Linked DNA regions of Gossypium hirsutum: all the other regions are linked to region 2. A link is a contact called in public Hi-C data. All regions are on one chromosome and are shown on one strand. The core of a region is the stretch at or near the end of the contact, and the rest is flanking DNA. Distances in the headings are between cores, read along the strand shown. Region 1 holds the start of LOC107910809. Region 2 holds the start of LOC107913676 (regulation of nuclear pre-mRNA domain-containing protein 1B). Region 3 holds the start of LOC107911490 (probable inactive receptor kinase At5g10020).

What was found. A called contact is a pair of places that touch in the nucleus more often than the background predicts.
Region 1: a Hi-C map of leaf shows a contact between it and region 2, with 4 times the contacts expected there. The contact joins the promoter of LOC107910809 here to the promoter of LOC107913676 in region 2. A contact is called at or near these places in 14 of 34 Hi-C or Micro-C datasets (callus, hypocotyl, leaf and 1 more).
Region 3: a Hi-C map of leaf shows a contact between it and region 2, with 1.7 times the contacts expected there. The contact joins the promoter of LOC107911490 here to the promoter of LOC107913676 in region 2. A contact is called at or near these places in 2 of 34 Hi-C or Micro-C datasets (both in leaf).

The regions. Positions count from the first base shown.
Region 1 is chrD11:39,213,937-39,218,390 of Gossypium_hirsutum_v2.1, forward strand. It overlaps LOC107910809, which reads left to right and starts at 2,084. Exons shown (of 2, transcript XM_016838745.1): 1 at 2,084-2,213; 2 at 2,651-4,233. The coding sequence starts at 2,084. The coding sequence ends at 4,233.
Region 2 is chrD11:38,590,419-38,595,075 of Gossypium_hirsutum_v2.1, forward strand. It overlaps LOC107913676 (regulation of nuclear pre-mRNA domain-containing protein 1B), which reads left to right and starts at 2,895. Exons shown (of 8, transcript XM_016842331.2): 1 at 2,895-3,429; 2 at 3,538-3,644; 3 at 3,727-4,088.
Region 3 is chrD11:39,446,271-39,450,578 of Gossypium_hirsutum_v2.1, forward strand. LOC107911490 (probable inactive receptor kinase At5g10020) reads left to right here and starts at 2,162. Exons shown (of 4, transcript XM_016839320.2): 1 at 2,162-3,443. The coding sequence starts at 2,507.

The DNA.
Region 1 (4,454 bases), core at 834-3,333, 620 kb after region 2:
TTAATGAAGAGGAGGATGATGTTATCCAAATCCAAGAAAATCCTGGAACGGAAAGAACAGAAGAGTTTCTTCAACTGGTGAGGTGTTTTCTTACAGCAAGTATCATTCATTTTCCTGCTATGAAAAGTACCATGGCGAATCTGTGGCATCCTATTCGTTGAGTTCGTATTCGAGATCTGGGGAAAAAAGGTTTTTGTTCTAATTTTTTCATTATATGGATCTTGAAAGGGTATTGAAAGGCTCCCCATGGACATTCAACAATCATCTATTAATTCTTTATAATTTAAAATGGGAGGATGATCCCATGAAGGTCCCTTTAGTATTAACCCCTTTTTGGGTTCAGATTCATGATGTTCCAATTGGTTTGTTTTCTGAAAATCTAGCAGCTAATCTGAGGAATTTTCTGGGAAATTACTTGGAATATGATAGGACTAATTTAGGGAAGGAAAACTGGAATTTTATGAGGATCAGGGTCCAAGTTGATATCAGACGTCCTTTGAAAAGAAAGAAGCTACTCGAATACAGGGGGAGAAAGTCATATGTCCGGTTTAAATATGAAATACTGACACTTTTTTGTTTCTTTTGTGGAAAATTGGGTCACAATGATTCTTTTTGTGAGGCAAAAATGTTGATGGGAGTAGAAATCGCAGATATGAGGTGGGATTTATCAATAAGAGCACAGTCCCGAAGAGCTCTGTCCATGAATAGTGTTTGGCTACGAAAAGAGGGGGAGGGGGCTGTAGATGGAATTCTGGAAGAAAATAGGGGTTGTGCAAGGGGACTACGGAGAATGGAACGCAGTAAGAGTTATGGGAAGGCAGTTGATCCAATTCTGGGTTTTAATGTGGAAGGTGACTCTTTGTGCGAAGAAGATAAGCAGGTTAACTCATTGATTGACTATGGCCAGTATGCGATGGAACATGATTTAGAGGATAAGGCTTTAGTGGGAGAAGAAGGTAAAAAAAAGAGCCAGAATGGAGAATGATGATTCACTACTGAACGAGGGGATTACCTCCCAGGTAAGAGGTAGGAGATCGAGGGATCTTATCCAATTGATATCGGCGACTGCCAAGTGGCAAGCTGACAGGGAATTATGAAAATCCTAAGTTGAAATGTCCGTGGATTGGGGAGTTCACGGACATTTAAAAGACTTCGGCACTCGCTGAAGACGTACGACCCCCAGATTGTCTTCTTTATGGAGACGAAAATTGGCAGAATTCAAATGGAGAAAGTTAGGCAAAGATGTGGTTTTGTGAATGGTATAGAGGTGGATCTAGAGGGAACTAAAGGAGGGCTTTGTTTGGCTTGGAGGTATGAGGTCAATATCACTCTATAAAGCTTCTCCAAAAGACATATTGATGTGATAGTGCATGATAATGAAAGGGAGGTTATGTGGCAATATACAGGATTTTATAGAACTCCGTGCATAGATAAAGAAGATTCATGGGCTATTTTGAAAAACCTTTATAATGGAGAGAATAATCCATGGTTAGTATGTAGAGATTTTAATGAAATCATGTATGGTTTTAAGGAGGTACACCCCGAGACGAGAGAATGATGGAACAGTTCTGGAAATCATTGAAATTATGTTAACTGAATGATGTTGGATATGTGGATAGATGGTTTACATGGGAACGAGGCAATCTACCAGAGACAAATATACGAGAACGCTTGGACAGAGGGGTAGCAAATAAGAAGTGGATTTCGTTGTTCTCTGATATAAAAGTTCAGCATTTGGTGCATTCTTTTTCTGATCATTGTCCTCTCCTTATTGATACAAAGAAGGAAATCAGACAGAGGAATGAAAAAAGTTTCAGAGTCGAAAACTGGTGGTTTTCGGAGGATTCATTTGTCGACACTGCTGAACATTTATGGAAGATGTCAACCGGTAACTTCCTACAGAAACTGGATTTCATAAAGATGGGGTTGGAAGATTGGGCAGGAAAAATTTTAAAGAACATAAAAGGGAAAAAGAATTATTTAACAGTAAAATCATCTGAATTGCTTGAAGCTGAAAGGGATGCTAGCAATATGGCAGAAATAATTGATACGAAGATCCAGCTTAACATGTAGATAGAGAAAGATGAAAGATATTGGGAGCAAAGGGCCAACTGAATTGGCTCAAATTAGGGATAAAAACACTGCCTTTCTCCATAGCCAAGCAACTCAGAGGCGAAAGAAAAACATGATCAAGAGTTTGCAGTCCGGACATGGTAGGGCCACGTAAAATCTACATGAAATGTAAGGAATTGCTATGTTACTTTCAGAATCTATTTTCCTCAGAGAATCAAGGAAGTTGTGATTACCTACTCTCGGGTATTAATCGTTGCATTAGTGACGAGGATAATAAAAGGCTCACCGCACATTATACAAGGGAGGAAATTCGTTAGGCTCTTTTTGAAATGGGACCTACTAAGGCGCCAGGTGAAGATGGACTCCCAGCCATCTTTTTTTTTTATAAGTGCTGGCATTTTATTGGCGAGGATACAATTTCATTTTGTCTTCTACTCTTAAACGGTGATATGGAGGTCAGTGTTATTAATTCAACTCATATTGTGCTCATTCCAAAAATTAATAATCCCACAAATATGTCAGTTTAGGCCTATCAGTTTATGCAATGTTGTTTACAAAGTTACTGCAAAAACTATAGCGAACAGATTTAGAGGGGTGATTGATAAATGCATTGATAAGGCTCAAAGCGCTTTTGTCCCAGGAAGATTAATCCCTGATAATGTTTTGCTTGCTTATGAGATACTGCATTCTTTAAAGCAAAGAAGAGTGGGGAAAAAGGGTTACATGGCAGTAAAACTAGATATGAGCAAGGCCTATGATAGGGTGGAATGGATTTTTATCAAAAAGTTAATGTCTCGAATGGGATTCGCTCAAAGTTGGATTGACAATATTATGAAATGTTTGACTACTGTCTCATATAAGGTTGTGATCAATGGCACCGTTGGAATGAAATTCTATCCAGAAAGAGGACTACGACAAGGGGACCCTTTCAGCCCATTTATTTTCCTTATATGTGGAGGACTTTCCAGTCTCATGAGAACAGCAGTAGAGGAAGGATTTTTAAAGGGTGTCAAAGTAAGTAGACGAGGTCCACAGATATCGCACTTATTATTTGCAGACGATTGTATCCTTTTTGGGGAGGCAACATGTAGAGGGGCTACTTCATTCAAGGCAATATTAAGTGAATATAGAAGGTGCTCGGGGCAATGTGTGAACTTTGAGAAATCAACCATCTTTTTCAGCAAAAATACTATTGAGGAGGAAAGAAGACGGATTGTTATTTTGCTTAGAGTCCGAAGCTCAAATGAGTCTGAACGTTACCTTGGTCTGCCAACCATGGTGGGACGACAGAAGAAAGTTTCCTTTCAAGTATTGAAGGACAAAATAAAACAGCGAACTGACAATTGGAGTACGAGATTTTTATCGCAGGGTGGAAAAGAAGTGTTTATCAAAGCTGCTTTGCAAGCTATTCCAACTTACTCAATGGCCTGTTTCTTACTTTCGAAATCCTTATGTGACGAAATGGAAGCAATCATTGAGAGATTTTGGTGGAAAAAAGGTCAGGGAAAAGGGGGAATTCATTGGAGCTCGTGGAAAAATTTATGTAGTTTAAAAGAGAATGGAGGTTTAGGCTTTCGTAATCTCAGTCAATTCAATATTGCATTGCTTGCTAAACAGGGGTGGCGTCTTTTCAATTATCCGAATTCGCTTTTAGCCAAGGTTCTTAAAGCAAAGTATTATCCAAATTCAAATTTTCTAAGTGCAGAGTTGGGGAATTTACCTTCCCTTACCTGGAAGAGTATCTGGGCTGCAAAGGGACTTCTCACTCAAGGCCTGTGTTGGAGAGTTGGGAAAGGAAACAACATTTCTATTTGGAATGATCGGTGGATCCCGGGGATCGAACCTAGTATATGGCAGTATAGTCATCAAAATGGAGAGCTGGAAAATGTATCAGATCTTATTGATGGAATACATAAGATGTGGAAAGTGGAGGTTGTTACTCATACCTTTCAACTGGACATTGCACAAAGAATATTACAGATCCCACTTGCAACTATAGATAGTGAAGATTTGCTCGTTTGGAAAGGTGAACCGTCTGGAGAATTCTCAGTAAGGAGTGCTTACAAACTATTACAAGATGCTAATCTGGATCCTAATAATTTAGTACAGACCGATTTCAAAGATTTCTACAGAAAATTATGGCAATTACAACTTCCATAAAAAATTCTACTCTTGATCTGGAGGATTTCCTGGAACTACATTCCTACACTAGTCAATCTACGTTGCAAACGTTTAACCACAAACGTGAGATGTTCTCGATGTGGTTCCGGGGAAGAAAACACTCTCCACGTATTTTTGCAGTGTCCTAAAAGCAATGAAGTTTGGCAAAACATTAGTATAACTTGGGTAACACAATACAGAGATCAGAATACTAGAACATG
Region 2 (4,657 bases), core at 1,645-4,144:
CACTATTTTGTTTTTAATAATTTATAATATTAAAATTAAACAACGTTAAAAATAATATAATTAAATAACATATAACTTCAATGATTACAAAATTGATAGAATATCATTATATTAATTTTCTAACTTTGATATTGATTTTTATAAATATTTAAACTTGAATTAAAAAAGTCTGGGTAAAATATACTTTCGATCTCTCTAGATAGCGTTGTTTCTATTTTGATCACTCTAATTTTTTTGTCAATTTAGCCACTCTAATTAAGATAATTGTTTGAATTAGTCAATGTCGTTAAAAATTATGTTAATCTACTAATAGATTGTTAACATGACATTTTTTTACTTTTGACTAAAGTTAGGGACCTCTCCATAATTAGTCCAAAATATTTTTTTTTTGTTTATTTTCCTCATGAATATTTCTATGGTAACTTTATCAACATTTGAATCATATTTAAGAAGAGAGAATCTAACAATAACGACGATGAATCATGATCGTGACCTCACCCTTTTCTATGAGCCTACTTGCCATCATAACACTACCAGCCAACCTTTTTTATGTTGAAACATCTAAAATTTATCCGTGATCTATTTTTATTATTGAAAATTTTTTTTTCTGGGTTGTTGAGAAACTAAGGGAAAGATGAAACTCAAATTGAGTTCTAAACTTGTTTTAGTCTTATCCAAACAAGTGAATTAGCTTCTTAAGAAAAAACGGAAAAATGAAAATCCTAACATCAGAATTCAATTAAAAAAAGGAAAATGAAAAAAATCGCTTCACGTCTATACTTTAAGGAGTAGATTTGAGTTTAGAAAGTTTTTTTTTTTCTTTTTAAGTAAAAAAGTAATATTTCTGGTAATTTGTTTGGTAAATTTTCTACATTTCCTACAAATTTGATGGTTGGTGGCTACTTTATTATTCATCATAGTACCCTTTTATCGAAGAACTTTTTGATATAAGGTTATGGTGGAAATTTTATAAGCTTGGTTAAAAATATATAAAAAAATGGAGCTTGATTGGTTATTTGATATGAATTATTTTGGTTTTTTTTTTGTTAATAAATGATGCGTTAATAACATCAATTTTATAAAAAAATTTAGCCTGATCGTGATAGTCGGGGGTGGTAGGCTAGCAAGTGGGCTCATCGGAAAGGGTGGGGTCATGGTCATAGTTTGCCATCGTCGTTGTTGGATCCTCTCTTTTTAAAGAGGATTCAAATGTTGATGATGCCACAATTGAAATCTCTATGTTGTAAATAAACCCAAAAAAATATTTTGAACTAATTATAGAGAGGTCCCTAGTTTTAGTCAAAAGTAAAAAAAAAAATGTCAAGTCAGTAATCCATTAGTGGGTTAATGTCATTTTTAACGATAGTGACCAATTCGAACAATTATTTTAATTAGAGTGACTAAATTGACAAAAAAAAATTAGAGTGATCAAAATAGAAGCAACACTATTTTAGAGTGGCTTAATGTAGTTTACCCAAAAATTAATATTATCAATTTAAATAGTATTTTTCTCGAGTTATTTTATAGAAAGCACATATATACCACCTTTAAAAAGTATTGTTTTTAATATTATCAAGTGTAAATAAAATGATCTAAAAAATTGTTCGAAGTAATTATATTCAAACGAATAAAATGCATTTACACTTATAATCATTTTTATTTATAAAGATAATTTTTATTTGTCATCTAAAATATACACAAAATATTATTATAATGTTACAAAAATTAGTAGAAATATACTCGCCAATGTAAATACTTTAATATTTTCAATTAAGTAATTTTTTAATTGAACAAAAAATTACAACTTCTTTTACCTTGATTTTTAAATAATTGTCATAAATTAGATATTGAGTTTTCAATTTTTATATAAATATGTAATTATAACTAATATATATTCAAATGGGTCCTTAGCTCGATTGGTGTGGGCATTGTTGTAAAAAAGATGTGGATTTGAGTGTACTGAAGCACATTATCCTCATATTTATGGGTTGAGAGGGGAAATGGGTAGTTCTAAATATTCTATAAAAAAGAACAAATATTTTTCCTTTTTTATCTAATAAATTTTCTATATCTGATCTATATTTATTTTATTATTTTCAATCCAATATTTAAATTTATTAAATGATAAACCAATTATGTGCAAATTAAATATTCAACCATTTGATGGCAATAATAATTGCTTTTTATTTTATTTTATTTGGATAAGTATTTGTAATTATATTCAATTGGATCTATTTTGAAAAGAAAATATAAATAGTATTTAATGAGTTATTAATGGTTTAAATTATTTTCTTTACTTTCAATTATAAATAATAATTTTCATAGATTAAGTTTTAACTAAAAGATAATTGAAATATCTCAAAGAAAAAATAATGATAATTTTTAAATATTAAAAATTTAGATAAATATTTTAAAAACCATTTCCGTAATGAATCAATAATATTTCTTGAAACTTAAGAACAAATATTTGGATTGAAATAAGAATATGGATAACATCACACTTTTACCTTAGTTATCAATAATCATGTTTTAAAAATTAAATTTATATATTATTATGTTTTAATTTTGAATTTTTTTTTTGAAAAATAGTTACAGATTGGGCTTTATTATTGAATTCAAAAGTTATAGAAAATAAATTCTGAACCAGACCAGGCCCGATTGGAATTTTGACCTCATCACCAAAACAAAACAGTAAAAAAAATGAATAGCTGAAACGCCAATAACTACTCCTATGAAATCCTAAAAAGCAGCATAACTGAACCTTCTGGAAGCCATTAATGCTGCTATACAATCTTTCCCAATCAGCATCATAACTTTCAATCGTCTTGTCCCTTCACCTGCCTTATCTTCTTCAAGACGAAATCATACTCCCGAGGAAACCCCATTTTCTGTCTTTGCTTTACCTGCCTCCGCTCGATTTACCCATTTCATTTTCATCCCTTTCATTCATTCCGGTTCTCCCACTCCATCCCTTTTCTCTCTTATCTTCTGCATATTCAGGGACTCCCTCAACTAGGTATATTATTCTTTTATCCCTCAGCATTGCTTTTGCTATCGTATGCGCAAGACTGTTAACTGCTCTTGGAACATGTTCAAATCTGCATTCCTGGAATCTTGATTGTAGCTTATGAATATCACTGATGTAGGCACATACTTGTGATTTATCTGGGATATTAGATCTGCATTTCTTTATTATCGATAATGAATCTCCTTCAATAATGATTTTTCTCCATTTCATTTCTTTACCAATTTTGATCGCTTTCCGGCTCGCGAGCGCCTCGGCCGCAAAAGGAGATGCCACCTGTTGATATATCATCAAGCATGAGAGCAAAACCTTGCCTTCGTTGTTTCTAGCCACAATCCCCACAGCCGATTGCTTACTCTTTCCATCATATGATGCATCAAAGTTTATCTTCACAATCTGATCAGGTGGCTTCTTCCATTTGCTTGTCAATTTATATGATTGTGCTTTACTTTTTCCTATCCCGTCCAACTCTGTTATGTAGCTACTAACGAATCGGCCTATTTCTTTTCCAGATTTGCTCACTTTATTATGCACTCTGTTATTTCTATCTCCCCATATAGCCCATAATGCACAGCAAAATATCCTACACTAAGATTCCGAGTTCTTTGCAAAAACTCCGGTAAGCCACTCTGCAAACTCCAACTGTCTTTCGTGCACCAAAACATTACATGGTAATTCCTTCCATACTGATTTTGACACAGGGCATTCGCAAAAAAGGTGATTCATACTCTCTGTTCCGACTCCACATCGTGGGCACACTATTGTGTTTATTAGTTTTTTCTGAAGTAGATTAACCCGTGTAGCTAGGAAATTCCACGATATCTTCCAGATTGTAATTTTGATTTTTAAGGGAAGATTCAATAGCCATAATTTTTAGTAAAATTCCTTGTAGCCTTCTTGTAAAGCATAAGCTCTAGGATCATCCTCGATATTCTGTAATAGTTTATAGGAGCTACGAACTGTGAATTTGCCCGACGCCTCAGCACTCCAGACCCGGAAGTCATCATGAGGATCCTCTGCCAGTGGAATACCAATAATCTTCTCAGCTAAATCCTCCGGAAAGGTAGAAATTATCAACTCTTCCTTCCATGTTCTATTATTTTGATTGATTAGATCGGCAACTTTACAATCATTCAAATTTGTGACTATAGCTGATAATCTGTTTCTTCCCACATCGGGGATCCAATTGTCGCAACCAACTGTAATTTGTTCTCCCCTTCCTACTCTCCAGCACATACCTTCCCTTAAAATACCCTTTGTAGCCCAAATACTTTTCCACGTATACAAAGCATTGTTCCAAACATGAGTCAAGGAAATTATTATTCGAAAATATTTTACTTTTAAAACTTGAGCTAATAATGAATCTGGATAGTTCAATATTCTCCAACCCTGTTTAGCTAATAATGAGACGTTAAATTTAGCCATATCTCTGAATCTCAAACCCCTTTCTCCTTTTGACCGGCACAAGTAAGTCCATTTACACCAATGAATTCCTCTTCTCCCATGACTCTTTGCCACCAGAACTTAGCAAAAACGCCTTCTATATCTCTGCAAAATGACTTAGGTAATAAAAAACAAGACATTGCATATGTTGCAATAGCTTGTAGGACCGACTTCAAAAATACTTCCTTG
Region 3 (4,308 bases), core at 912-3,411, 860 kb after region 2:
TGCGTTCATATTTAATTTGGCCACATTCCCAACCAATCCCTGTATTTCAATCAAAATTTTGTCTTTATATAAATACCCTGCAAACCGAGAAGCCTTATCCATGACATCACCACATTCGAAAAGGCCTGTGCCAGATTTAAGGACACCGTCCAAGGCTGAACTCTCAAGTATTGTCCAAAAATGACCCGACCTTCAGACAGAAACTTCTCACAATCGATCTTATTCTGGAATTTAACCAAAAAATATCCGTTTTCAACATCCATCAGGTGAAAAGGTGCCGAGAGTTTCCACAAGTTATAAACTTTATTCTACAAAACCGAAAAACCAATATTACGACCCAGAAGTTTTACAATCACTATATTATCCATCCTTTTGATGAGAATTTAGTGGATCCTATCCGAAAAATTAATAGAGGGAACCACATTTACAAGAGACTTTTGTATGTCTCCTTCCAAGAAGTCACAATCTTCCTTTTCCTCTGAGTCATTACTAACAGTTTTGGAAGGATGCCCTACAAGCTTGTCTCTCCAAGAGATTTGTTGTTCAACGGACGGATCGATCAGCATATCACTGGTCGTAATCTCATCTTTATCTCTAAATTGAACTTTTTTAGGATTAAACCTTCCACAGATGAGTCTTCATTACCAGTGTTTTCACAAAGAGAAGACATGATAATTGAGCAATTACTGCTTTTCCATTTTAAACAATATAAACGATTAAATTAATGGGATTCAAGTAAGAATCTTTTAAGCAATATTGGTAATTTTAAAATCAAATCAATGTTAATTTTAAAATTTTGAAATAATATAATTAGAATTCCAAAAACATATACTAATGCTAAAAATTATAATAACTACATGCAAATGCAAAATTTAAAAGATATTTCAAAGGTTGTTTGTGCATTTTTATTTAGTGAAGGAAATAATACATAGAGAGTTTCAAAATATTTTTTTTAATTATATTTAAAGTGGATTTCATTTTTAAAAATATTTTAATAATAAATTATATTAATTAATAAATACAATAAAGTAACTATTATTTTAATCTACATTTGTTTTTTTTAAATAAGAAAAAAATATTATTTTACCTATTTTTAGCTAATATTAAAATAATGGTGTAATATTTGATAAAAAGAGAATTTGTTTTACCTTTATTTATTTTTTTAATAATTTACAATATTAAAATAATAAAATATATAATTTCATATAATTTATATATTTTTATAATTAAATTTAAAAAAAATAAAAAAAATATTTAATTAAAATTTGGGCCGAATCGAGAACATAAAAATTAATTAATACATACTTAATATACCTTCATTTTTAAGTTTTTATATTTACTTTAATTAAATCAATCACGAATTTAATTATTTAATATACATTTACTTTTAATTTATTTTTATATTTACTTTAATTAAATTAAATCAATCAATCAAATTTATAAATTTTTGGAATAAAGATAACATCACAATTGTTTATTTAAATTATAAACTCTTTATCAATTTCATGTTACAATGTTACTTTTGAATTTTTTTTATATCTAAGAACATAAAAATTATATTTAATTTTTAAATCATTTTAATATAATATATTTAAACTAATTAATGAAACATTTATTTTGTTAAATACTTTTTATAAATTTCTAAGTGAAACGTTTAAATTTTTTTTAAAAAAAATATTTTTTATTTAAGTAGTACACATGGGTAAAATAATTAGTAGTATATATGAGGAATAGTGATTAAACAACTCATGTTGAGATCCGTTAGCAAGTTAATAAAAAGATAATTTAAATGATAAATTTTGAATAGTTAAGTGATTAAATTGTAAGTTTTCATAAATTAGTAGTATATATGATGAATAGTGATTAAACAACTCATGTTGAGATTCGTTAGCAAATTAATAAAGAGATAATTTAAGTGATAAATTTTGAATAATTAAATTAGTAGTATATATGAGGAATAGTGATTAAACAGCTCATGTTGAGATTTGTTAGCAAGTTAATAAAGAGATAATTTAAATGATAAATTTCGAATAATTAAGTGGTTAAATTGTAAAGTTTCATAAATTAGTAATCAAAGTATAAATTTAGTAATAATTGAGTACCATGAGTGTAATTTAGTAAAAAGCCACGTAAGTTCTAACAAGTGAGCGAGATTTGGGGGAAAACAACAGCAGTGAGTAGTTAAGGTTATTAGCATATTATCATATATCTCCTGCAAGCAAAACCAAAATCTGAAAGAAATTAAAAATGGAAAGAAAATCGACAATTTCTCTCCCTCTTTCTCTTTCTTAGCTAAGGTTGTAAGTTGTAAGGCCTTTACAGACTGTACTTACCATTTTCCCACCAGCCATCTTTCTCTAACTCTATCCCCTTTCCCCCATTGTTGAATTTAGTAAAAAAACAAATCCCATTGAGGTTTTTTTCCCCTCTCCTCTGAAAACCCTAACTTGCTCTTTGTCTGTCACGCAAAAGCTTCAGTTGCTGGGTTTTCTAATCAATGAATTAAATGAATCTCTCTATTTCTTTCGCTTTCTCTTCTTATCTTCTTTTGTTACTGTTGTTTTCGGGAGTAGCCTCTGCATCTGGCTTCGACCCGTCGGAGCTCCGATCTTTACTCGAGTTCAAAAAAGGCATCAAAACCGATCCCTTTGATAAGGTACTCTCCGTATGGGATCCGGATTCCCGACCCGACCCTACTTCATGGACCGGCGTCACCCGCGACCCCAATTCTGGTTCTATCGTTTCCCTCAACTTAGATCGTCTCGGCCTTGTCGGAGACCTCAAGTTCCACACTCTCACTCCCCTCAAGAACCTCCAAAACCTCTCCTTGTCAGGTAACGCTTTCACGGGTCGGGTCGCACCCGCATTGGGGTCGATAACCTCTCTGCAACATTTGGATCTGTCCAATAATCAGTTCATCGGCACGATCCCTGGACGGATCACGGACCTTTACGGGTTAAATTACTTGAATTTGTCGGGTAACAAGTTCGACGGTGGGTTACCGGCTGGGTTCCGAGATTTACAGCAATTAAGAGTGTTAGATTTACACAACAATGCGCTTCGAGGCGATATAGGCCAGTTATTCACTGAGTTAAGGAATGTTGAACACGTTGATTTAAGTTATAACGCGTTTTATGGGGGCCTGTCTGTGGCAGTTGAAAATGTGTCTAGTTTGGCCAATACAGCGCGCTTTGTGAACTTGAGTCACAATCAGTTGAATGGTGGGTTTTTCAAAGAGGAAGCGATTGGGTTGTTTAAGAATTTGCAAGTTTTGGATTTGGGTGATAATTTGATTGCTGGGTCGTTGCCAAGTTTCGGGTCGTTGCCGGGTTTACGGGTTTTGAGGTTGGGAACAAATCAGCTCTTCGGCCCGGTGCCAGTGGAGTTGTTAGAGGGTTCTGTTCCGCTGGAAGAGTTGGATCTCAGTCGCAATGGATTTACGGGTACTGCTTTTTTTGTTTACGTTTCCTTTTTTCTATTTATTTATTTTTTATAATGAAGTTTGAATATGTAGTCAATGGGCTACTAATTGTTCATGGATGCTATTTGACGATGCAAGTTAATGCTAATATTTCATTTTATGGAATATGATTTTCCATGAAAGTAATGTCTTTGTTTGTGTCCAGAGAAAGTAATGATAGTTAAACATGCACGTCCCTTTTTTGTGCCTTTTTGGTTTGAAATATTGTACTTACTAGTTGTCTTGTCTAATATTTGAGTTTTATTAGAATTATACGAACTTGAAGTGATTTCATGGAGTGCTACTCTCTGTTATTTCATGAGTTTGGGGGATTGAGTTTTGAGTGTAATAATGATCCTCTAGTCAGATTGTAAGTTCTTCTTTGTAATTCATGGTCTTAAAAAATGTGGGGGAAAAAAAGATTCTTGATTCATGTTGGTTACTTGAATGTAAAGTTGAACATTCCATCTTGCAATAAAACAGTTGTGGGATCTTTAAAATACAAAAGTTCAAAATAAAAAGGCATCATGGCTGTTCCTGTAAGCCCTAGAGTGAAAACGAAGGAAAGTGTTTTTGTTTGTTTGTTGCTTTATATGCACTGTTTGCCTTTCGATGAAAGTGTGATGCACTCTTCTTGCGTCATAAACATGCTCAAGACTACTTCAAATGAAATACAATGCTTGCTTAAGGGGATTCCAGGAGTGTATCAATTATTCATCTTTTGATCTGCTCTAATCTTCTTGTGTTTTGTTGTAGTGATTTACTCAATGCAGAAGATTTTTTGTACATGGATATCCGACAAATGCGAATCACTGAGTCCCATAAATGAAACATTTAACTGTAGCAAA